Regions from separate parts of the Zea mays genome. Here all the other regions are linked to region 2. The links are chromatin contacts, called in public Hi-C maps. All regions are on one chromosome and are shown on one strand. The core of a region is the stretch at or near the end of the contact, and the rest is flanking DNA. Distances in the headings are between cores, read along the strand shown.

Region 1 (4,730 bases), core at 663-3,162, 140 kb after region 2:
CAAAATATTTCCACTGGTTTCGTACGTACGTGACAACTGACACTACCGGAATTTGGCTCTTTACCGAGTGCCAAATTCTTTGCCGAGTGTTTTTTTTCGGGCACTCGGCAAAAAATCTCTTTGTCGAGTACCACACAAAAAACTCTTGGTAAAAGAAAATACTCGGCCAAGAAGCTCTTTGCCGAGTGTTTTATTTTTGACACTCGGCAAAGAGCTATTTGCCGAGTGTCAGAAATACAACGCTCGGCAAAGAGCTCTTTGCCGAGTGCTTTTTTTCCAACACTAGGCAAAGACAATTTAAAAATCACATTTTAAAGCAGTAAATTAATTCAAATGAAAAAGTTTTCAACTACAAATTTGTATAACTCATCATGATGTACAATTTATATATTGAACATTTCTTCATATGACAAAATAAAAATAAATTTGTCCATAAAACCTGTATCTCTCTCGTAGTTTATGAAACTACGAGAGAGATATATAGAATTTGTGCATATTGTTAGAATCATCATGTGAGATGAACAAATGACCAAACAACCAAAATAAACTTTGTAGATCTTGATAAGTTATCGAAGTTTATAGTTGACAACTTTTTCATTTGAAGTCATATTGTCAACGAAAACTACGTCTGACTTTAAAAAATTTAAATTTTGAATTTTGAAAACGACCTCGAAAGAAAAAACCACCAACATGAAAGTTGTAGGTATTAAAGAGTTATAAAACTTTGTAGTTGACAATGTTTTGGTTTGAAATGATCTTGTTATGCAAAACTATGTTTGAATTTTGAATTTTTCAAACTATCTCGAATGGGAAAACCACCAAAATAAAAGTTGTAGGTCTTGAAATGTAATGAAACTTTGTAATTGACAACGTTTTGATTTGAAAATCATCTTATCATTGAAAAATTCGCGTGAAGTTTTCAAATTTAAAATTCAAATTTTGTAAACGGTCTCGGATGTAGAAACTATTAAAATATAACTTGTAGATCTTAAAAAGTTATGCAACTTTATAGTTGGTTACATTTTCAAATGAACTCATTTATTGCTTTAAAAATCAAATTACTCTCGGTTTGTTATATTACATGGGGAATAAAAACGTAATATAGGTATAATTGGTTTAGTAGTGTAGTGGTATAGGAGTGTATGCGCGAGAGAGAGGTTACGAGTTCGAATTTCATTATTCACAAAACATATAAATTTGTTTCGAAATAATAGTAAAAATGATAGGGCTAGTAAAAATGATAGGGCTAGAGTTGTTCCTATAATTTTAAAAAATATTTTACTGTTTTTATATTTTTTCGATTCTTAATTTGTCGAGTGTTTTTCTTTTTCGAGTGCTTTTCGACACTCGGCAAATTCTTTATCGAGTGTGCGAAAAAATGTACTCGGTAAATAATCTTTTGCCGATAAAATATTTGTCGAGTGTAAAATATCTTTTGCCGAGGGTCGACAGTCAACAAAGAACGCGATTCTGGTGGTGTCACCTGGCCGTGCTGTTCATAAGTGCATTGAAAACCAAAAGCTACGCATGCACAGCAGCACATCTGTACCGCGTGCGGGGAACGTTTGCACACGCGCGTACACGATTACGAACGTCACAGCTGAATACTTTATATATACACGAGCTGTCAGCAGGTGCTGCCTAGCTGCGTGCTGCGTAGGAATGAACGCACCGCACCGTGACGTACGCACGTACGAAAATAGAGTCACGTGTCACACATGAACAACGTACGTACTCGATCGGTACTCCGATTTGGAAACGTGCTACAGTTCCAAGTCCACGCGCCGTCCGTGAATTAAATCCCATCGAGTCTTGTCTACTGCTGCTTAAGCTTCTCATGCATATCGTGTCACCGTCAAATCGCAACCACTATAAATACAAATCGGGCGTGTGTTGTATTATTATTATTATTATCATATCGATTCGTGCTAGCTGCTACACACGAGTACACGACACGACCCTTAGAACAGCGTACACCATCATCCACCGGGATACGTGCGTCGACCACAAGCAGCAGCTAGCCAGCAGCAACGCCTACCGCGCGCGCGACCGCAATGTCCATGATCAGAAGGCCGTCCACTGAGACGCTGGCAATGGCGGACGTCGACTGGGCGCGGTACGACGACCGCGCCTTCCACGACGACGACCAGGACACGCCGCCGGAGCACCTGCGCGCCTTCGAGGCCTTCGTTGAGACGGTGGTGCCGCTGGACATGGTGCTGGCGTTCGGGCGCGAGCAGAGCACGAGGGCCCGGCGCCCAGGCCACGGCCGGGAGGACGACGTCAAGGAGAAGCTCAAGCTCTGGGCCAAAGCCGTGGCCGCCAAGGCGAGACGACAATACATCACCAAACAGGACAACGACGACCAGAATGCCTGAATGCACAGTGTCTGCTAGGGCATATATGCTTGTTTTAAAACAAGCATTCTAAGCATTTTCTAACTGTTTTGATCAAATCCAGCTCTTTGTTTTTTACTAGATAGATCGATGGCAGTCTCTCGGTCCTTCCAGCAGCTAACCGGATCTTTAATGTATTTTCAAGTTTGCTCGTAGATCTCTTGCTTAATTAGGGTTAATTTCCATCTAAAGAGAGGCATATTGGTTGTAATTTTATTATAATAATAATATCAGTTTACGGCAATTTTCTGCACAATTCGTTGGAGTATGTGCAGGCGCACATATATAATTCTCTAGTTATTTTTTCGTTATTTGTTGCTTTTAAAAAATCACTCTCATAAGTGGTTGCAGAAACCACAAATATAACACGTCAACTATTTGTAATGAGTGGATTGACATTAACAAAGAACCTTCCAAAGTAAACAACAAGCGCAGAATCAAGTTAGCCTACTCCATGCAAGACAAGTAGAGGGAACGCTACAATATCGGTATAAAATTGGAATAAAAATAACTGACAACCACACAATTAATTACAGTATAAAATTGATAAGTTCCAAAATTCCTTCAACTCGCTCACCCCTTGTTTATTACATTTTCTTTTCATTGTTCACAAGAAAACCACATCTTTCCCGCCGCACGGCCGCCAGACCACCACCACCATCTAGCACCCACAAACACGCTCGCAGGTATAGGTGTACATTCGGGTCGCCCGGCCCAGTCCGGCCCGGTCCAAGCCCGAAAAGACCCGTATTGTTTGAATTTCAGCCCGGCCCGTTTGAATTTCGGGCCGTACCGGGCCGGACCATGGGCCTAACCCTTGGCACATGGCCCGGCCCGTAATTGCTTAAACGTGTCGGGCTCATTTCGGGCGGTCCGAAATTATAAAAGCCCGAAATTTAATTTTTAGCCTGAAATTCGATTTTTGGCCTGAAATTCAGTTTTTGGCCCAAAATTCACATTAGAGCCCTAAATTCAAAAAAATAATAAAACAAATAAAAGATAAGAGAAATAAATTTGAACAAAATCAAACTTAATTTTTGTATTAAAGTTACCACAGCTACGCAATGACTACCTCGTTTATAAATCATTTTGTTAGAAGGAAAAAGAGTATAATCAGCTCTATACAAAGTTCGTAAGTTCAGTTTATTGTCTAATGTTCATAAGAAAAGTAAAATTACATCACACACTCTAATTCAAAGCTATAAAAAACATCTAACTAGCATTATCTCTAGCTTTGTGTTCTTTATCAAGTATATGAAAGTGTATAATGAAGTGTGGTTTTAATAAATATATGGGCCTTTTCGTGCCTCTACATGGGCCATTTCGTGCCTGCCTTAAACGGGTCGTGCTCGTGCCCGCCCATGGGCCGTGACCTCGGCCCAAACCCGGCCCGATATAACGGGTCGTGCCGGCCCAGCACTAAATTATTTTGGATCGGGCCGTGCCTGGGCCGTGCTTTTTTTCCGTGCTTCGGGCCGGCCCATCAGGCCCGGCCCAAATGTACACCTATACTCGCAGGCCGCTCTCACCTTCCCCAAGATTAGACCTCGCCGCGCTCGTCTCGCCACGGTGGTGCAAATGCACGCCACTGCTTAGGCACTGCTTAAGTCTTGTTCGTTTACACCAATTCAGCTCTGAATTAGCATGGATTGGAATTAAATCCATACCATAATCCATACCCTAAAATAATCCAAGTCTACTCGATTTTTTTATTCGGTTAAACCCATCATGGATTATAAACCAAGGATTTGAGAATTTTTTAAACTATGGAATTTATGGATTATATCCATAGCTAATTAGGTATGGAACAAATCCATAAAGATATTGCACAAGTTTTTATTAGAATCCATGGATCAAAAGAATAGCTAGCTTTGAGAGATACATAGATTAAATGGTGGATTTAATTCTACCATGGGATTGGGTGTAACATATGGATTCACCCAATCCAAACTTGGATTAAATCCATGGTGGGATTTATTCCTTTGTAACTGAACAAGGCCTTACGGGGGACCGCGTACGGCTAGGCAATCGCCATGGAAGCTCGCCTGCTCCATGACTTCTGCTCCAAAGCCGTCCCAGGTTCCGTCGTTCCATCCTGCTCTCTCGCATCTAGAGATGACAACGGAACCCGATCCTTGATTCCCCGCGGGAAATTCCTCCATTAGTGAATGTGGATAGGGATGGAGAAGAAACTTCCCCCACGGGGATATAAACGGGGAAAAATTATCCCCGACGGGTAAACAGGGATGAGGACGGGGAATCATTCCTCATCCCCGTTCCCCGTGGGGACCCGTTAAACTTGCATGTGACTATGTTTTTATGTACTAGTTAACG
Region 2 (4,516 bases), core at 201-2,700:
GTGCTCCGAAGCAGCAGCCGTCTCCTCCCCTCCTCTCCTCTCCTCTCCTGCTCTCGCTTCCCTCACCGATCTCTTCTACTACTCCCCTCCCCTTTTTATACCGCGTCGCCGGCCCGACGCAAAGCTTCTCCTCTTTCTGCGCCTGCCACTCGTCCCTCCTTGATCAGCGAGTCCCGGAGTGGAAGATCCGGCCTTTTTAGCTCCTTGTGGTGGTTGTTGGTTGTTTTTGGGGAGTTGCACCACCAGGAAGCGGGGCAGGAGAGGGAGTGGAGGGGAAGCCAAGGGTTGGTGGGTTCGCGCTTTGCGGTGGCGTCCCGATGGACTCCGGCAACAGCGGGAGCCTCCAGTCGTCCAGCGGCGGCGACGACGAGTTCGACTCGCGGGCCGGCGGCGGTGGAGGGGGCGTCGACTCCTCTCCGCTCTCCGCACTGCTCCGCCCGTCGCCGTCCCCCTCGGCCGCCGCGTTCTCGCTCCACGGCTCCTACTTCGGCCTCCAAGAGCTGACGTCCGCGCCGCCGCTGCCGCTGCCGCAGCAGCAGGCGGGTACCTGGTCATCTGGGTCGTTCGCCGGTACCTCGGGGCTATCCTCCTCCTCGTCCCCGCTCGTCGCGCAACCCGACTCGGGCTCGGGCGGGCGCCAGCAGGCTGGTGACGCGACCGTGGCGGCGGCGCCGGCGCCGGGGCAGGGCGCCGCGATGGGCGCGCTCGCGCAGCCACCGAGGGGGTCGCGGAAGCGGACGCGCGCATCGCGGCGGGCGCCCACGACGGTGCTCACTACCGACACCTCCAACTTCCGCGCCATGGTGCAGGAGTTCACGGGCATCCCGTCCCCGCCCTTCGGCGCGGGCGTCGGGGTCGGGGGCCCCGCCGCGTCGCTCCGCACCCGCTTCGACCACATCTTCTCCCCGCCTTCCTCCCTGCGCTCCGCCGCGGACGCCACGGCCTCGCTGCCGCCGTACCTCCTGCGCCCTTTCCCACACAAGCTCCCGACCGTGTCCTCCAGTTTCCCGCCCTTCACGACGGCGTCTTCGTCGTCGTCGTCGTCGTCCACGCTGTCCTCATCCAACCTAGGCGCCGCCAATGCCAGTGCCCCGACGGGCACGGCCGCCGCACCCTCCAACCCTGTCGCGCCCGACACCTTCCAGCAGCTGACGTCCTCGGCGCTTCTCCGGCTGCAGGACCCCAGCAGCAGCTACCTCTCCTTCCAGAACCTCCTGGACTCGCAGCCGTCAACGCAGTCCATTTTCGGCGCGGCGGACGGTGGATTCGGGCAGGCGGCGTCCAGACTGCACGATCCGGCGCCGTCGCCATCGGATTTTCACGGCGGACTCTTGGGCTCCGAGGGCCTGCACTTGCACCACCCAAGGAGCGACGTCCACGGGCACGGCGGCGACGAGCTGTCGGGCGTGGTCGCGGGCGGCAGCTGCAAGCTGAACTACTCCCACGCCGGCGCGGCCGCCACCTCGTCACCGGGCGCAGCCAGCGCCGACAAGCCACCCGACGGCGGTGCCGGCGCTCCCGGAAGGCCGGGACGGGGCGAGGGCCTGGATCCGTGGATTTGTACATCGGAGTAGGGGATGCATGCTTTGCTGAGGTACGGGGCCGCCTACGGAGACGAACCAAAGCCAAATCCGCCATGCATAACAAACAAAGGTCTGATTAGCCTTTTGGCCTTATACCTTTTATTACTTATTAATCACTTGTTTGCTGATGATGCAGTTATTGTAGCCCCCCTTTGTACATTAAAAACGTAGCTCATCATCGGCATGATCTCACTTTAGATTAGATTCTTGAGTTATAATCACACACGATTTAGACGTGCAAATGAAATAATGCATCATAGATACTGTCGTACACACACACACACATAGAGAGAGAGAGAGAGAGAGAGAGGCAATTTCAATGCCAAAGCAACTAGGTGTACAAGCTACTTGTTGTCCAGCCAGTGCTCTCCAGCGTCATGTGTTGTCGCCGGCACTGTGCACGAGTCGAAGCTGCAGTTGCTGTCGAGCTCGCCGCGCCGATTCCGTTTTATTTGGTGCGTAATCCCGGGGGCCCGGTCCCAAACATGAGTGCAAACAAGTAATCCCCACCGGCGGCGGGCCGGCAGCGATTGACGGCGAGATTTCCGGCGCCAAGTTTCCCTCCTGGCTGCGAATTTAGTAGCTCCACCGGTCCCAACCGTCGCTCACCAAACTGCCGATGCATACGTACTAGTTCTCGTCTGCGTGTACATGCAAACCGCACCTGCCGCTACTTGCACGCGAAGGCGCCGCGCGCTCCCAAAGGAGCCGACGGCGACTGCAAGGGCGGGGAGACGCTTGGCTACAAAAAAAGTCGGAAAGCGATAGATCGGCGGTGGCGGTCGCCTACCGGCTTCGGAATGGATGGTTCTTGGATGGAAGCGAAGTAGCTAACGCTAACCACCCCACCCCACTCTCGAGAGCGATCGGTTCGTTGAGAGATGGAGGGAGGAAGACGAAGATGGATATTGATTGGTGGGGGGCTGGGGGCCGGGGAGGGGATTAGGAGAGAAGGAAGGAGGGGATGGGGGTCTGGGGAGGAGACCAATGGGAGTGCGCGCGCGTGTGGCGTGTACCTCCCGCGGGCTGGCCGTGCTAGCCGCGGCATGCATTAATAAAAAAAACGATCGCAGCACGTGATGGGCCGTCACGGTCCTAATCAACCCGCGACCCTCAATCGCCACGGCTCACTGTCACTGATGAGTGTGTGTGTGTGTGAGGGAGGCGATATGCCGATGTGGATCTTTTTAAATCCGTGCCAGGTTTTTTTTTGGTAGCACGTGATGTGTTTTTCGGGGGCCATCAGCTAGGTTAGGCCGTAGGAGGAATGGAGGGAGGTGTGGGGTAACCAGTTGTTGCATGTGTCCCCGCCCTTCCCTGCACTCGATTGCACTCAGATGGACAGGTACTTTTTTTCTCTCTCTCTCTCGCGTTCATCAGACCCATGGGCGCTGTCAGCTCCGTTTGGATTCTACATTCAAGACGGGATCGCATTTGATCTCTGCACTTGATGGCTTGATTGCAATTCGTACAAGTCTTTATATCCTAAGCCACATTACTAGTATAGGCTGTATAGCTAGCTGCTAAAGAATCACACTCGGCGCTTTCTCAAGCTTCACGTCGTCCATGTCTACGTACGTCACCAGTACGTGTGCACGGTACCACGCTATCTACTCTTTAGTTCTAGCTAAGTATCTGTAACCTTTTTTCCCCTAAACAAAAAAAAGATAATAAACATATAATGATTGATCACCTCTCCGGAATCATCTGGTTTCACATTATTGTTGTTCAGGCATGCTCCCGTACTAGTTAGTGGCAACGTTCTAGCGTAATATTCTAGCTCGAAGTTTTACGGTTACCTGCCATGAAAGTGACACCAATTGTTTTATTTCCTTTTTTTTCTCTCTCTTTAACAAAGCTAAGATATCATTAGGTGTGTGCAACTTTTGAGGAGATCGACCGGGGGTGAATGAGTAATCATCTAGATCGATGATTAGGCGCTGCATTGGTTGGATCGGTGGCAGTGATTACTACCTGACGAAACCAGCGCCTAACACTAACCATCGCCCAGATGTAAAGCGCACGTCGTATGATTGATGCAACGAGCGACGGCATGATTAGCTCGTCCGCAAAGGGCAGATCCATGCATCTCCCCTGCTTTCACCGTTCCGGGGTGATTCGGCTCCTAGCTGGGTCGTCTATTGTCAATGGCGGACCTAGAATTTTTATATAGGGTGTGCCGCAACAAAATTTTCATGTAGAATTCTATCTAATGTACATATAATTTTATAGTAAATTTGGTAAACAATTTGATATATAGATATAAAGTTTGACACTCAACAAATAAACATGAAAATTGCATACATTTAAACATAAAAATTGCAATAATACTACTTATCTGGCCTGCGCTTCCTCAACGCCATAAAAGTTTCAATTATATCTTCTTCATTCACTTGGAAGAAAATATCCCTCTCGATGTATGTAACAAGACAATCATCCAAAAGACTATCACACATCTTGTTTCTCAATTTAGTCTTCACCAAACTCATTGCAGAAAATGCCCTTTCAACACTTGCTGTCGCCACCGGCAAAAGCAATACCAATTTGAGAAGCAAATAAACCATATCAAACACCTTATGTCTCTTTGTTTCAACAAGCTTAACCGAGAGGTCAACAAGATTAGTTATGTCTTTGAATCTATCATCTTCTCTTATGTCATCAATATAATTGTCAAGTTGCAAGTCAAGTTTTAACAAGTCAGTGCTTGACATGTCATTAGGATAAAAATCAGCTAGCTTTCGTACCTTGTGTGCATCAAAAGAAGCAAAAGAGTTGGAAGGATCCAAGGCTGACATACAAGAAAGCAGCTCCATATTAGCCTCACTAAACCGACTATCAAGCTCTAGGCTGATTTGATCAATGACCCCAATATATACTTCTCTTCTGAAGTGGTCATCATTGGTTTGGTTATGAACAAATCGTGATGATCTTCC
Region 3 (4,514 bases), core at 417-2,916, 160 kb before region 2:
AGGAGCCTCCGCCTCGCCCAACCTAGGGCTTGGACCGACCACGCCACAGGGGGAGCCATCATTACCCTACCCCTAGCTAGCTCTGGCTACGGGGAACAAGACCGGCGTCCCATCTGGCTCGCCCCGGTAAAACAAATAATGATGGTGCCCCGCATGCTCCATGACGACGGCGACACTCAGCCCCCTTACGGAAGCAAGAAGACGTCAGCAAGGACTCGACAGCCCCGACAGCTGTCCTTCCGCCAGGCTCCAGCGCTCCTCCGACGGCCACGACACCACACGAACAGGGTGCCAAAACCTCTCCGGCTGCCACGACGGCATGTACTTAGGGCACTAGCTCCTCTCTGTTAGACACGTTAGCACACTGCTACATCCCCCATTGTACACCTGGACACTCTTCTTACGCCTATAAAAGGAAGGTCCAGGGCCCTCTTACAGAGGGTTGACCGCGCGGGGAAGGACGGGACGGCGCGCGCGTAAGCCTCTCGCTCCCTCCCACGCGGACGCTTGTAACCCCCTACTGCAAGCGCACCCGACCTGGGCGCGGGACAAACACGAAGGCCGCGGGTTTCCCCTTTTACGCCTGCCTCCCTCCGGCTTTTTTCCCCCCTTCGCGCTTCGTCTCGCGCCGACCCATCTGGGCTGGGGCACGCGGCGACAATTTACTCGTCGGTCCAGGGACCCCGGGGTCAAAACGCCGACAAATATCATTTGCAAGCTTCAAAATTCACCTCCAAAGTCGGTAAAACCATGTCCCTAGGTGTTGTGAAGATTAATTGTACAAAGTCGGTAAAAGCATGTCCCTATTTACAGCTGGATTTCAACTATCCAAGTCTAAATATAATCATTAGGGACGGTGGCAGTTGCAGGGCGGGTGAGACTGAAGCCCCCCTAGCCCCTATTGCTCATAGAGCTCCATAAAGCCCTCTTAAAAATGGCATCCTATATTTCTCTGTATGTATTTTATGATTTTTATTGTCCATCGATGTTTTAATATACGGCTACTTTAAACTATTATATTTGTTTATCATAGGTGGTTTAGTAAGATTGTGTGGTGGTAGCGGTTTAGTACGACCACTCCTGAAAATTTTTTAGGGCTCCATCTCTGCTAGTCATCAACAAAGGTCCAATTGAGCTTTTGGAGTCCAATCCGCATTTTCTAGATGGATGCTAATTTGGTATCAAAAGGATCGAGTAAGGAATGAACCTTGGAACCTGAAACCGCCGCCGTGGTGTTTACTTGTTTTAAACCAAAGTTTACAAACCAAATAATTTTCATGGATATTTTATATATCCAGGTCAGGAAACTGCGATTCGAAACCAAACCTGGAGCAGAAAACGAATAAGAAAGGCACGTGCTTCAGCCCACCAAGACAAAAAGAAAACGGAGCTGTAAAGCTCGGCCTGCGCAATAGCAAACAGCTAGCGTAATAACGAGAGCCTTGTCGTGGAACGAAGGAAACGCCAAAGGACGTCACGCGCTTGAGGCCTACACGTATGCGCCGCGGCGGGCCCGGCACGTGCACCTGGCGCCGAGCTGGGCCGGACTCGGCCAAGGCCGCCCGCAGTGGCCCACGCCGGATCCGCGTCACCCCGTCGCCTCCCCTCCCGCAGGCCGCATCTATAAAAAAAAGCGAGCTGCGATCCTCCCGCCTAGTCTCCTCAACGCATCCACGACGACAACACCAATCATTCCTTTCCAATCTGCAGCCAGCCTCTGATCGCCGTCGACCGACCGATCGGATGCCGATGGCGAAGCCGAGCGTGGCGGTGGCGGAGGCTTCCGGCGTCCCAGCGCAGGCGTCGTGCTCGTGCCCCTGCCCGGGGACGACGCTGTTCCCGTACCCGCCGCCGCGCGGCGCCAGCGGGATCGCAGCCGCCGCCGTGCGCCGCAAGTGCTTGCAGGCGGAGGTGGGCGGCGGCGCCTGCTGGGGCGTGGAGTCCATGCGGGCGTCGTCGCCCACGCACGCCAGGGCCGCAGCCGCGCTCGCCGGCGCCGGCGCCGACGAGGAGGAGGAGCGCGCCGCCTGGATGGCGCGGCACCCGTCGGCGCTGGGCAAGTTCGAGAGGATCGTGGCGGCGTCCGAGGGCAGGCGCATCGTCATGTTCCTGGACTACGACGGCACGCTGTCGCCCATCGTGGACGACCCCGACGCCGCCTTCATGAGCGAGACGGTGAGCAGGCCGAACCAGCTAGCTAGCGCGTTAGTAAGTTAGTTGCGTACCTGCTGTTCGGTGGTCGGTCGATGCTGCTCACTTGCTCATGCTCACGAGAGCTTGTTGGTTTTGGCCAAGCAGATGCGGATGGCCGTGCGTAGCGTCGCCAAGCATTTCCCGACGGCGATCGTGAGCGGCCGGTGCCGCGACAAGGTACCCACCCCACCCACCTCACTGCATCATATATACTAACTGACAACAGCAACTAACTAACCGAGAGGGGTCTTCCGACGCATGCATGCAGGTGTTCGGGTTCGTGAAGCTGGCGGAGCTCTACTACGCCGGCAGCCACGGCATGGACATCAAGGGTCCGGCCAAGGCCTCTTCTTCCCGGCACGAGAAGGCCAAGGTGACACATCATCGCCTAGCTTATTCATCCATTGTTGTAACTTTATTAACTTTTATACAACCGAATCGAACCAAATTAACAGGCAAAAGGAGTCCTGTTCCAACCGGCAACGGCGAGCGAGTTCCTGCCCATGATAGAGGCTGTGCACGAGCGCCTGGTAGAGACGACGCGCAGCATACCCGGGGCCAAGGTGGAGAACAACAGGTTCTGCGTCTCCGTCCACTTCAGATGCGTCGACGAAAAGGTTCGCCCGCCCGCCCGCAATAATTAGCCAAAACAGCCGTCGTTTTCAGCTTTATCTGGCTGGCTGCTCTCGCCCCCGTGCCCCCCTCCACTTGTGCGTATTGCTGCTATACGCCCTCCATTGGCAAACACTAGACCTAATAAATAAGCTACGAGACGCATCGTCCTAACTGACATGATGATCTATGGTCGATTCGATCGATGGTGTTCAGATGTGGGGCGAGCTGTGGGAGTCGGTGAAGGGCGTTCTGCGGGAGTACCCCAGGCTGCGGCTGACGCAGGGGCGGATGGTGCTGGAGGTGCGGCCCACCATCAAGTGGGACAAGGGCAAGGCGCTCGAGTTCCTGCTCGAGTCGCTCGGCTTCGCGGGCTGCACCAACGTCCTGCCCGTGTACATCGGCGACGACCGCACCGACGAGGACGCCTTCAGGGCGCTGCGGCGCCGGGGCCAGGGCCAAGGCGTCGGCATCCTGGTGTCCAAGCACCCCAAGGAGACCAGCGCCTCCTACTCGCTCCAGGAGCCCGCCGAGGTGCATCTCTATCTATCTATCTGTTCCGACCCCGCCCGTGTCTACGTCCACATCTCGCGTCCTCCTCCACCACTACTGTCCCTTTCGGTCGTCCTGTGCAGCCGCCAATTAATGCGCCTGCTACTCCGCCGCCGTCGCTGATTTTTTTTTTTTTTTTTTTTTTTTTTTTTTTTTTTTTTTTTTTTTTTTTTTTTGCTCGTGGACGCGCAGGTGATGGAGTTCTTGCTGCGGCTCGTCGAGTGGAAGCGCCTCTCCAGGCTGAGTCGGACGCAATGAGACGATCGACGCAACGGACCAAGCTAACTGATGCGGCCAAGTGCCAGTTAGTAGGGTGTGTGTAACAACTAACAAGCAAGCATGCGCGTACATTATTGCCCAATAGCTAGTGCGTGTTCAATTATTAATATACCGACCTGCCAAGAGCATGGGTTTGTTAATCGGGAACATATCTGGTGCAAATCAACTCCTCTGTGCAAACATGCAAACTTTTAATCTAGGCCACATGATGTTGATAAAATGGACAAAGGGGCGTAGATAATTTTACACTTAACCACCCACTACTAATCACACTTTTTCAAATCCCCCTCCCACTCCCCCCGCACGGCTCCTTGGACCAACATTATGTGGTTCAGATTATAAGTTTTCACGGTTACGCGGAGGAGTTGTTTTGCAGCAGATATGTTCCCTTGTTAATCAACGTGGATGCATACAAGCAAACCCAAGGGCATGCATGTACGATGCAATTATTGCAATGGACGCGAATCATCCAGTTTCTATATAATTTATTATACTGCCATATCAGCATTTTAGTGATGTGGTAAGAGTTTTAATGAGGAAAGAGAAGGAAATGATTTCTCTCCTAAGAAACCAAGTCGCCACGTGTACCAAAACCTATGGAAACGACTGAAATCGTGTTGAACAAGAGATGGCCAAACGGGCCGCCCGGCCTAACCCATTTTGGGCTTAGTCCGTTAGACACGGTTAGAAAATCGGACCAGACTGTCTAAGTCCGCGGGCTCGTTTTCCTGTCCGAGCCCAGCCCGTAGTGGGCCTAAACGTGCTGGACCGGCCCGTTTAGCACGGAAAAAGTGGGACAAAAAACGGGCTAAGCGGTCCGGTAAGCACGATTTAGTGCAAAAAAGTGAGCTTAACGGGCTTAAAGGTAAACGGGTCGT

The links. A called contact is a pair of places that touch in the nucleus more often than the background predicts.
Region 1: a Hi-C map of endosperm shows a contact between it and region 2, with 2.2 times the contacts expected there. The contact joins the promoter of LOC100277746 here to the promoter of LOC100384601 in region 2. A contact is called at or near these places in 2 of 25 Hi-C or Micro-C datasets (bundle sheath and endosperm).
Region 3: a contact with region 2 is called in a Hi-C map of bundle sheath, with 2.4 times the contacts expected there. The contact joins the promoter of LOC107546758 here to the promoter of LOC100384601 in region 2. A contact is called at or near these places in 3 of 25 Hi-C or Micro-C datasets (bundle sheath, endosperm and leaf mesophyll).

The regions. Positions count from the first base shown.
Region 1 is chr2:182,401,547-182,406,276 of Zm-B73-REFERENCE-NAM-5.0, forward strand. It overlaps LOC100277746, which reads left to right and starts at 1,913. Exons shown (of 1, transcript NM_001151238.1): 1 at 1,913-2,649. The coding sequence starts at 2,055. The coding sequence ends at 2,378.
Region 2 is chr2:182,263,545-182,268,060 of Zm-B73-REFERENCE-NAM-5.0, forward strand. It overlaps LOC100384601, which reads right to left and starts at 1,451. Exons shown (of 1, transcript NM_001398818.1): 1 at 1-1,451. The coding sequence starts at 747. The coding sequence ends at 79.
Region 3 is chr2:182,099,312-182,103,825 of Zm-B73-REFERENCE-NAM-5.0, forward strand. LOC107546758 (trehalose-6-phosphate phosphatase2) reads left to right here and starts at 1,667. Exons shown (of 6, transcript NM_001322791.1): 1 at 1,667-2,175; 2 at 2,299-2,370; 3 at 2,462-2,566; 4 at 2,649-2,810; 5 at 3,022-3,339; 6 at 3,550-3,769. The coding sequence starts at 1,744. The coding sequence ends at 3,615.